2 separate regions of the Mus musculus genome follow, and region 1 is linked to region 2. The links are chromatin contacts, called in public promoter capture Hi-C maps. All regions are on one chromosome and are shown on one strand. Each heading gives the region's core, a stretch centred on a gene start, on an enhancer-like site or on the middle of the called end of the contact. The rest is flanking DNA. Distances are from core to core; before and after follow the strand shown.

What was found. Promoter capture Hi-C pulls out the DNA fragments that hold promoters and counts their contacts.
Region 1: a promoter capture Hi-C map of embryonic stem cells shows a contact between it and region 2, with 3 times the contacts expected there. The contact joins the promoter of Ubl7 here to the promoter of Cyp1a2 in region 2. A contact is called at or near these places in 10 of 39 promoter capture datasets (the C10 cell line, the HPC-7 cell line, HPC-7-derived erythroid cells and 8 more), 3 of 484 Hi-C or Micro-C datasets (B cells, embryonic stem cells and trophoblast stem cells), 2 of 115 datasets of contacts at active chromatin or transcription factors (large pre-B cells and pancreatic cancer cells) and 3 of 9 other capture datasets (adipose tissue, embryonic stem cells and liver).

Annotation. Positions count from the first base shown.
Region 1 is chr9:57,908,514-57,913,397 of GRCm38.p6, forward strand. Ubl7 (ubiquitin-like 7 (bone marrow stromal cell-derived)) reads left to right here and starts at 2,473. Exons shown (of 11, transcript NM_001122873.1): 1 at 2,473-2,546; 2 at 4,125-4,337. The coding sequence starts at 4,154.
Region 2 is chr9:57,679,927-57,685,263 of GRCm38.p6, forward strand. Cyp1a2 (cytochrome P450, family 1, subfamily a, polypeptide 2) reads right to left here and starts at 3,729. Exons shown (of 7, transcript NM_009993.3): 1 at 3,679-3,729; 2 at 1,776-2,611; 3 at 1,068-1,185; 4 at 324-413; 5 at 1-44. The coding sequence starts at 2,603.

The DNA of each region.
Region 1 (4,884 bases), core at 1,223-3,722, 230 kb after region 2:
TCTACACTTTTATCATGGCACACACCCACCTACACCCATTGCCGTGGCATTCATGCACTCCCCCAGAATACTACTAATAAAAATTTAAATGTCCATTCTTACAATTTGTTTCTCAATAGAATTCTTGATTAGACCAAATGATCTCTTGAACATTTAGTGAATGCTCATCAGCACGTTCTTAGAGCTGACAAGGATATCAGTGTTTCCAAATAAGAACTGGCTGAAGGACCTGGTTTTGGCCTCTTTCCTTCTTGCCAGACGTCTAACTTTGTCTTGTGTCCAGGCTTCTTTTTCTAGGCCCTGACCTTTGCTTGGGAGCACGGTACTTACTCGCTAACTGGGTTTACACAGAACCTGTTTGGTTGATTCCTTCATTAATTTGCCCATTTGCAACATCATCAATTGAAATCTCCTCTCTCCTCTCTGGAGAACAAAAGGCATACAATAAGACAGTCATATTTGATAAATAGCTTTGGCCTGGATCATTCATTCAAGACATTCCTTTTTTTTTAAAGATTTATTTTATTTATTGTATGTAAATACACTGTAGCTGTCTTCAGACACCAGAAGAGGGAATCCGGTCTTGTTACGGATGGTTATGAGCCACCATGTGGTTGCTGGAATTTGAACTCAGGACCTCCAGAAGAACAGTCACTGCTCTTAGCCGCTGAGCTCTCTCCAGCCCCCATTCAAGACATTCTTATTGCTAACCTGCTATGTTTCAGGTAAAGATCAACAGTGGAAGGTAAGCAAGGCAGTTAAGGGCCATTTTTTCATGAAAATTATGATGACAACAAACAAAAGAATCTCCTGAGCATTCAGCTCCATTTTGAGAACACAAAAAGAGACAGAATTTCTGACATCTCCGGCAAACAGTTAAGACACAGTACTAAACAAAATTTAATGAAATAAAGTGTGTTTAAGTGTCAGTACTTTAGTAGATAGAAAATTGGTTAAGAGGATGGCCACTTAATTCCTGAAAGAGGGGCTGTATTTAAAAATGGACAGGATAGGGAAGAAGGACTTTGGGCACCGTGAAACTCTCTAGCAGCATGCATATTTTATAAGACCAGGAGGGTTAATTATGTATGTGTAGTTTGCTTTTTCTCTGTTAAGCTATTGTACTCAGTTACTACCCGAGTTCTGTCCTAGAGTGGACTGTACAAGAATACAACTTTTGTTTTGTTTTGTTTTTCGAGACAGGGTTTCTCTGTGTAGCCCTGGCTGTCCTGGAACTCACTATGTAGACCAGGCTGGCCTCAAACTCAGAAATCTGCCTGACTCTGCCTCCTGAGTGCTGGGCTTAAAGGCGTGCGCCACCACGCCCGGCAAGAATACAACTTTTACACTTGTGTACACAGTAGCTATTATGAACTTTTTTTAAAAAAAAGATTTATTTATGTATTTTATACACTGTCACTGTCTTCAGACACACCAGAAGAGGGCACCGGATCCCATTATAGATGGCTGTGAGTCACCACTTGGTTGCTGGAAATTGAACTCAGGACCTCTGGAAGAGCACTCAGTGCTCTTAACTGCTGAGCCTTCTCTCCAGCCTGAACTTTATCTTTTAAAATTACATTTTTTTATTAGTGTGTGTGTGTGGTCAGTTTTGGGGAGTCAGTTCAATCCTTTCACCATTTGTTCCCGGGGAGGTCCTCAGGTTTGAATGCAAGTGCTTTTACCTGCTGAGCCATCTCACCCGTCCCTCAGCTTCACAGTTTTAAAGTTGGTTGTTTTTGGTTATTGTTTTCCTTAATTGTGGAACTTTCTGAGAAAAATCACTTCTCTCTTGAGTTTAGCTAACTCTAACTTTTGTGTAAACTCAATCCAATTTGATTGTGCATTAGTTTCTCAGCCATCTAAAACAGGCAGTGTCTCCACGAAAGTTCAGTGGAAATTCCCCTCCCCAAACTGATTCTACGAATGACTGTGTTATAAACCCCATTGTTGCATGTTCGCGGTGGGCCAGAAACCCGACTTAATCACTCCCCTTACGGACTCAACTTTTAGCGCCCTGGTGCGCTGCCACAAGGCAGGTTTCCTGGGAGAAAGGAGCAAGAAGCACAAGAGGCTGGCTACGTGGGAGAACTGCGTCTTCATCGGAAGGGCCGCGGGGCGCCTGTCCACTTAGGAACCCGTCCCCCTCGGAGAAGGCTCGCCCTCCGGCCTAGGACTCCTCCAAACCCGGGACAACCAACAGGCTTCACATATATCCCTGGAGAGCGCGGGAATCATCGGGCTATTGGCTGCTTTCGAAAATTCCACACTGAGTCTCCCTACCTCAGGTGGTGGTACAATTGTGTCTGACAGAAAGCTACAACCTACTGGCTTCTAGGACCTCAAACTGCTCGTGCTCGCACTCACGCCTCCTAGGACCCGGAAGCATTGCCACTAGCTGCTGGACGGCCATTTATAAGGGGCTGGGTCTCAGTGAAAACTATAGTCCCCAGAATGCAGCGCGGAGCTTCCGGTTTCCGGCAAGAGGACCAGAGTGAGTGTTTACACCGGCGGCTCGCTGCGGCCGGGTTCCTTCCGCGGGACGGGTGAGGGCGCTGGGCCCCCTCCCTGGGCGCGCGGGGCTCTCGTGGGTCCGGAGTAGCTAACTGGTCCCACGAGAGAGGTGGGGTTGTCAACATTGTCCCTACTCACGACTAGGTATCTGTGACCTTGGGCCAAGAGACTTCAGCTTTCTGAGTCTTTATTCCTGATCTGTAAAATAAGGACAATGATGCCAGTTTCAGGAGACAGTTGTGAGGATTGAAATCGGTATACAAAAACCTCCTTTCTCGCTTTAAACCTAAAGGTGGATAGTACCTTGAAGTCCGCTGGGTCGCACCACAGTTTTTTCTTAGCCTTGTCTTTACTGCAAGAGACCTCTTTGGCAGAAATAGTGTCTGTAACAAGGACTGGTCTTGCGGTACAAGGCTCTTGCACCCTTTGAATTTTTAGATTTATTTTGTGGGCATTCATATATGTCAGGCTGGGGACTGTGTTAGAAAAGCTCTAGTCTTGGCTTTCAAGAATGGGGGGGGTTTCACAAATATGAGGGACGCAATGAGAAGTTGAGAAGTAAATAAGTTGTACAAGGGAAAAAGCAGCAAAGAGAAGGTAGCTTTCTAAGTCTGGCATCTGGTAATGAAGCTGGCTGACTTGTCCTCAAATCTATTGATTTGTGTTGCTCTTTTGCCTTGAGGGAACAGGGAATGTGTGACCAAGAAGAGAGCATGGAACCGATGTGTTTGTGTGGGTCTTGGTAGGAGTTTGCTAAGAGGCCAAAAAGGGAAGAGAACTTATATGCAAAGACAGGAGGTGAGCAGAGTTACATATAGGGGACAACTTTGTTATGAAGTATACTTACGTGTGTTGTTATAAAGGGGCAGGGCTGGGTCTATTGAAGAAAGCTGGTAGGCGTCAGAATAAATGGGTTTGTAATCTGGCTGTGGAGTTAACACCCACCTGTTCATAGAAGTGCTTTGGGATTAATGGGGGCCTTCTAAGCAGTTAAGTTTGTTAGATCTGTGTTTTAACAATAAGACATTGGGTGGTGCTATAGATCTCTGATAAGGGCAGGCAAGAGAGACAAGGGCCCTCCTTAAAGTGTTGTTATAGCTAAATCAAAAGCTGGAGAAGAAAACCAGAAATGAGTGTGTAGAAGGGAGAGGGTTGGGTGATCTTGCTTGAACCTCACAACATTCCTATCCAACTGATTGGCCTTTTGTGTTTACTTTTTTTTTTTTTTTCTTTTGTTTTTTTGAGACAGGGTTTCTCTGTGTAGCCCTGGCTGTCCTGGAACTCACTTTGTAGATCAGGCTGGCCTTGAACTCAGAAATCCTCCTGCCTCTGCCTCCCAAGTGCTGGGATTAAAGGCGTGTGCCACCAATGCCCGGCTTTTGTGTTTACTTTAAAGGTGAAGAAACTGAGGCATAAGAGAAATCCCTTGTAGTCCACCAGAGAAAGAATTAAGGGAGGGACACTAGGTTCTAGTTCTAGCCTCTTAGTGCTACACCTATGTTTCTCTAGCAGTAGTACACTGAAATGATCTTTCCTTTATTCTTGTTGCAGGGAGAGATGAGTAGGGAGGTGGGTTGACTTTTAACCGTTAATGCCTTATTGTTTTACAGGGAGAAAGAGAGAGCGCGAAAGAGAGAGGATGTCTCTCTCAGACTGGCATCTGGCAGTGAAGCTGGCTGACCAGCCACTTGCTCCAAAATCTATTCTTCAGTTGCCAGAGACAGAACTGGGAGAATATTCCCTAGGGGGCTATAGCATTTCATTTCTGAAGCAGCTTATTGCTGGCAAGCTCCAGGAATCTGTTCCAGACCCGGAGCTGATCGGTGAGTCTTCATTGGCAGGAGCTGGGTTGCTGCTCTTGCCCCTGGGACAGGAGGTAAAAGGGCTTGTTGCCTCCTTCCAGAGTAAGTTTTACATGAGTGAAAACATAAAACATGACAAAACTGTTGTTTGTCACTTTAGTCTCATGTTACACTGAACTACGTTATTATTTAAGACTCTTCATTATGATGTTGTTGAAGTCTTTTGTCTGATCGAACAAAATTAGCAAAGACTTGCAGATGAGACAAGACTCCTCAATCTGTCACCTAAGACTTAAGGGATAATTAGAAGGATGTTTTTGTTTGTCTTGATGGCTGAATAAAGGGAAGGCCGCAAAATAGGAAATGAGGTTGGCAATGTACTCCTAGTGGAGGAAGGAAGAGCTTTCGTAGAGAACAGTCAGATTAGATTAGGAGCGAAATGTACGCTAGCCAAGGGTTCTCCCTGGTGAAGACATTCCTATCACAGGTGATCAGCTCCATCCTCTTTTTTCGGTTTTTCGAGACAGGGTTTCTCTGTGCAGTCCTGGCTGTCCTGGAACTCACTCTG
Region 2 (5,337 bases), core at 2,479-4,978:
ACGGTCAGAAAGCCGTGGTTGCCGATCCCTGCCAACCACCGTGTCTGTAAAGCACGAGCAGACCTCATGGGATGTTCTGTCTGCTGCATGCACTTGGGTCCCTGTTGTACTAATATCACTCTGTCTATGTTGTACTGTTTACTCGCGTTTCTGAGACTCCCCACAGTCCCCCCCGACCCAACAATGCATTTGGATAAGTGGGGCATGCCATATGCCTAGGGCTTACTCATAGTGGGCACATAAACATGTATTTATGTATTTGTGGGTCAAGTGACCCAGAGCTTCAAGGCTTCTCTGACTCTAGGGTTGGGAACAGTACGTACCCAGCTCCTCATGGATCTTCCTCTGCACGTTAGGCCATGTCACAAGTAGCAAAATGCTCCAGGTGATGGCTGTGGTGACTGTGTCAAAGCCTGGGCAGCAGGGGGGAGGGTGAAGGGGAAGAGAAAATGGACAGAAGGAAAACTCTTTGGGTTTTTTTGTTTGTTTGTTTTTACCAAGCAAGCACTAGCATAAGTGTCTCTGTCTCTGTCTCTCTGTCTCTCTGTCTCTCTCTGTCTCTGTCTCTCTGTCTCTCTCTCTCTGGCTCCCATCCTGTCTACCCTGAGGGAAGGACTGAGTGAGTCCTCAGCAGAATCTTAAAAGCTGAGCATGATGGCTTATATCTAGAATCCCAACACTACAGAGTCAGAGGCAGGAGAACTGTCGTAAGTTTGAGGCCAGCCTGGGATTTAGAGGTGAAACCTAGTCTCAAATGTAATAAGTCAAAACCAACCAAATCAGAAACCAAAACAAACAAAACCCAATAGACACTTGCTTCTAGTCAGCAGCTGGGATTATAAGTCTGGACTTGTAGTTATAGAACTCTTACTCTTTCCCTGTGGGTAAACCCAGACCTCCAAAGGAGAGGGACTTAGTTGAGTTACTTCTAGGAGTTGGTGGCACAGCATGAGGTCACACCTTGATCTTAGGGCAGGAGTCTGTTGTGTGTCACCTGATGTGGTTGATGAGGTTGTATATGGGTGAATAGCAATTGGTGGATGGAGGGGCAGAAAGGTGGCTCCTACCAGCTCCAAAGATGTCATTGACAATGTTGACAATCTTCTCCTCGGGGATGAGACCGCCATTGTCTTTGTAGTTCTCGCTGTGCTTGAACAGGGCACTTGTGATGTCTTGGATACTGTTCTAGGAGGACATAAGTTCAGGGTAACTTTGGCACTTCCAGGGCCAAATGCCCAACCTTACCCATCCCATTTGATATGTCCCGGGGGCCTGGGAACTGCCTTGGTCTCCAGGCCCTGGGCTAGAGCTCAGATTTTTGAACTAGCATCAGCCCTAAATAGAGTGTAGTCATTTCATGTACCCCTGACCCTTCTTTCCCATAACCCCAGGGCTCAGGTTTCAGAGGAGGAAGAGGTAGGGTGAACACAGGGAAGAAAAGTGACACGAAGCTGGAGCTTACGTAGCCTCTGTAGGGTTCATTTTCCTGCAGAACAATAAATTGCCTTTAACTTAGTGAACCCCACCCCCACCCCCATTGCAAAGCTCGCCAAGGCTCCATCACATGCCTCCACTTTTGGGGTTTGGAACAGTCCCCAGAGGCGAGCTGTAAGGAAGAAGGGAAGGTCATAGTTGCTAAGGGCCCAGAGCTTCCCAAGGTCTCCGCTGCACACGGCACTCTCCGCTGCACACGGCACTCTGAGTACCTGGGAGAAGGACTCCAGAGGGCATTTCTCTGGCGGTGATGTGGGTTACAGCCTGCCTCCCAGACTCACCTTGTTGAAGTCTTGGTAGTGCTCCTGGACAGTTTTCTGCAGAAACAGCACGAAGTTATCATTGAAGGTCTTAAACCTCTTGAGGGCCGGGTTGGGCAGGTAGCGCAGGACCGGGAAGAAGTCCACTGCATTCCCTGAGGTGACATTCTCCACAAAGTCCTTGCTGTTATTCACGATGTTCAGCATCTCCTCGCTCTTCCGGGGGAAGTTCTTCCCAAAGCACATGGCACCAATGACGTTAGCCACCGATTCCACCACCTGGCTGACTGGTTCGAAGTGGCCAACCTCTGCCATCGCCTTCTGAAGCTTGCTGACGAGATGGTTAGCCTCCTTGCTCACGTGCTCCTCCAAATAGCAAGAGGATGCTGACGTCGGGTCCGAGGCTATGGAGAAGCTCTTCAGGGCATCCTGGGCCAGGCGCCGGCGGGCAGCCCACACGGGTCCAGAGTCTGGGTTGAAAGTCATGCTCTTGCCGTTAGTGATAAGTGTGAAGCTGTAGAGGTCTGGTCGGCCCTTGAAGTCATCTCCCTGCCTCACCAGGGCCTGCTTGATGGTGTTCAGGCCGCTCAGCACCACCACAGGAGTGGAGCCGATGCGGATCTGCAGCACGTCCCCATACTGCTGACTCAGCCGTGTCAGTGACAGGTGTGGGTTCTTCCCCACAGTCAGCATGTGCCCAATGAAGGGCAAGCCCCAGGGTCCGGGTGGATTCTTCAGGCCTTTGGGAACCTGGGTCCTTGAGGCTCTGACCATCCAGAACACTAAACAGAAGATGGCAGTGGCCAGTAGCAGCTCTGGGGCTAAGGAGATGTACTGGGAGAACGCCATCTGTACCACTGCAGGGGAAATGGAAAGATGGAGTGGTTGGGGATGGATTCTGAGCCTTCCGTTTATCCTTTCATTCACTCATTCAGTAGGTGCTGACATACATCCTGTGCTTGGCTTTCAGCCACACATCAGAAACGTGAATATACCTGTCCTGTGTCTTGTTCTTTCAGGGATTTGCCCTTACCCCATCCCAAAAGCCAAGGGCTGGGAAGGAGCCTTGCATTTACAACTTTAGTGTCTTGATTTCCATCCCAGGCTGTTTTGTCTACCTCTCTCGTTTCCAATTCTCAGACTGGCATGGATGCAAGTGACCACTCCAAAACCATGATGCTAAAAGCAGCTCCTCAACAGCCACAGTAACAGAGTGTTTGTACCACTTTCTGCCAGAGGGTCCAACACATTGGTGGTACCCTCCACATACCCAAGGAACAGAAGATGCCTCCTTGCCCAAGCGACAGAAAGCCACTGTTCCTGGGATGATATCAATGACCTGTGATATCCTCCTTTCTCTATAACACTCTAACAACACCCAGCAGAGATTCCTCCTCCAAAAGTGAGTCTTCATTTACTTCCATGCTTAGAGGCTGAAGTGGGCTACAGTTAGGTCTGGGGCTGTCCAATGCCAGGTGGGAATTCTTTCCCTACCTCTTTACTCCAGGCAACTGTCCTCAGAAAAAGCCTGGTTGAAACTGTTTAATTAAAGGTAATGGGCTAGTGAGATGGCTCAGTGGTAAAAGCACTTGCTGAAAGCCTGATGACTTGAGTTTGATCCCTGGAATTGATGTGGTGGAAAGAAAGAACTGATTCCTGAAAGTTGTCTCTGAGCTCCACACATAAGCTGTGGTGTTCAGACAGACAGACAGAAAGACAGAAAGACAGACAGAGATACACACACACACACACATACATATAAACACACACACGGAGGTGCAAAGGTCCAGGGCTGAGAATTAAGAAGCAAAACCTTAGACCTCTCAGATTTCCTTCACTTCCCACAGGGTCCCCGTTTCTCCATCATAATAGCATTTAGGAAATAGCAGCAGGTCTCATGATCTGGAAAGACACACAGACGTACCTGAAGGGCAGGGGCTGGAGACTGGCAGAGTTGTGGGAGTCAGTCCAGGACTTCTGGGTTCCGACGAGGGGCCTTTTATAACACCACCCACTCTGGACTGGCCCAGGTGCCCGGGTCACTTGATATCATAGCTGGATGCTGCACAAAGCTGAAAGGATCAATTCTTGGCTTCAAGCCATGGCTCCTCAGTTCCACCTTTCACTTGGGGTCAGAAGTGGCTTGGGGTCCATGGAGATAAATATTCATGGAGATAAAAAAGTATGACATTTTAGGGGCCAAGGTATATGTCTTTGAAAGAATACACTTCTTTCAAAGACAGGGCAGGGTTCAGGGTGTAAAAATTAGGTGGATGAACAGATATAACCTCTTCTCCACCCATGAGAATGGACGGGCCTAGCCCCCAGGCCAACCAGGGCAGCTCATGCTCTCCACGGAGGCAGATAGGGAGGTGCATTGTACTCGTGACTTTTCTGGAATTAACAATCTACCTGACAAAAGGAAGGGAAGGAAGGAAGGGAGGGAAGGAGGAAGGAAGGAAGGGAGGAAGAAGGGAGGAAGAAAGGGAGGGAGGAAGGAAGAACTATTTTGGCTCATGCTTTTGGGGTATAGTCCATTGTGGCAGAGGAGTTGCAACAGCAGGAATGTGAAGTGGCTGGTCACATGGCATCTGCAGTCAGGAAAGACACACACACACACACACACACACACACACACACACACACAGAGAGAGAGAGAGAGAGAGAGAGAGGACTGCTAGTTCTAGAGTCTTTTGTTGTTGTTATTAACCAGGGACTGCAGCCTAGGTATGGTATAGCCCACACTCAGGCTGGGCTTTCCCTCCTTAGTTACCTTTCAGGAAAGGTATGCCCTGAGGACCACCTTCTAGGTGATCCTAAATCCCATCAAGATGACACTGGAGATTAACCATGACATGTATGTTGTAGCTACCTCATCACACCCCACACCCATGTGTGTGTGTGTGTGTGTGTGTGTGTGCGCGCGTGCGCGCACGCGCGCGAGCGCATACCTGAACCTACATCCACAAACATACTTGGTGAGGACTCTACCACTGAATTAGGTCTTAACTCCTCTCCCAACTTTTATTTTCTTTAGAATTTTGTATTCTAAAGGGAGGCTCTCTCTGCACTCTCCCTCCTGTGGAAGATGGTAAGGAATTAAAAGACAACAAAGACAACTCATGGGGGCCGGAGAGAGAGGTAAAGAGCACTGACTGCTATTCCAGAGGGTTCAATTCCCACCACCCACATGCCAACTCACAATGGTCTGTAATTCCCGTTCCAGGGGACCTGACACCCTCACACAGACATATGTGCAGTCAAAACACCCAGCGCTTGGGAGGCAGAGGCAGGCAGATTTCTGAGTTCAAGGCCAGCCTGGTCTACAGAGTGAGTTCCAGGACAGCCAGGGCTACACAGAGAAACTCTGTCTTGAAAAGAACAACAACAACCAAACAACAACCAAACAAACAAAATCAAAAAAAACCCAAACACTAATGTACATAAAATAAAAGTAAAGAAATTTATTTTTTTAAAGAAAGAATATCCATAGCATGGATTGCTCTTTATGACAATTAGCTTGGACTCTTCTGATCAACACTATTGGAGGAGATAAAAATCCAAATAAACCAGACAAGTTCCA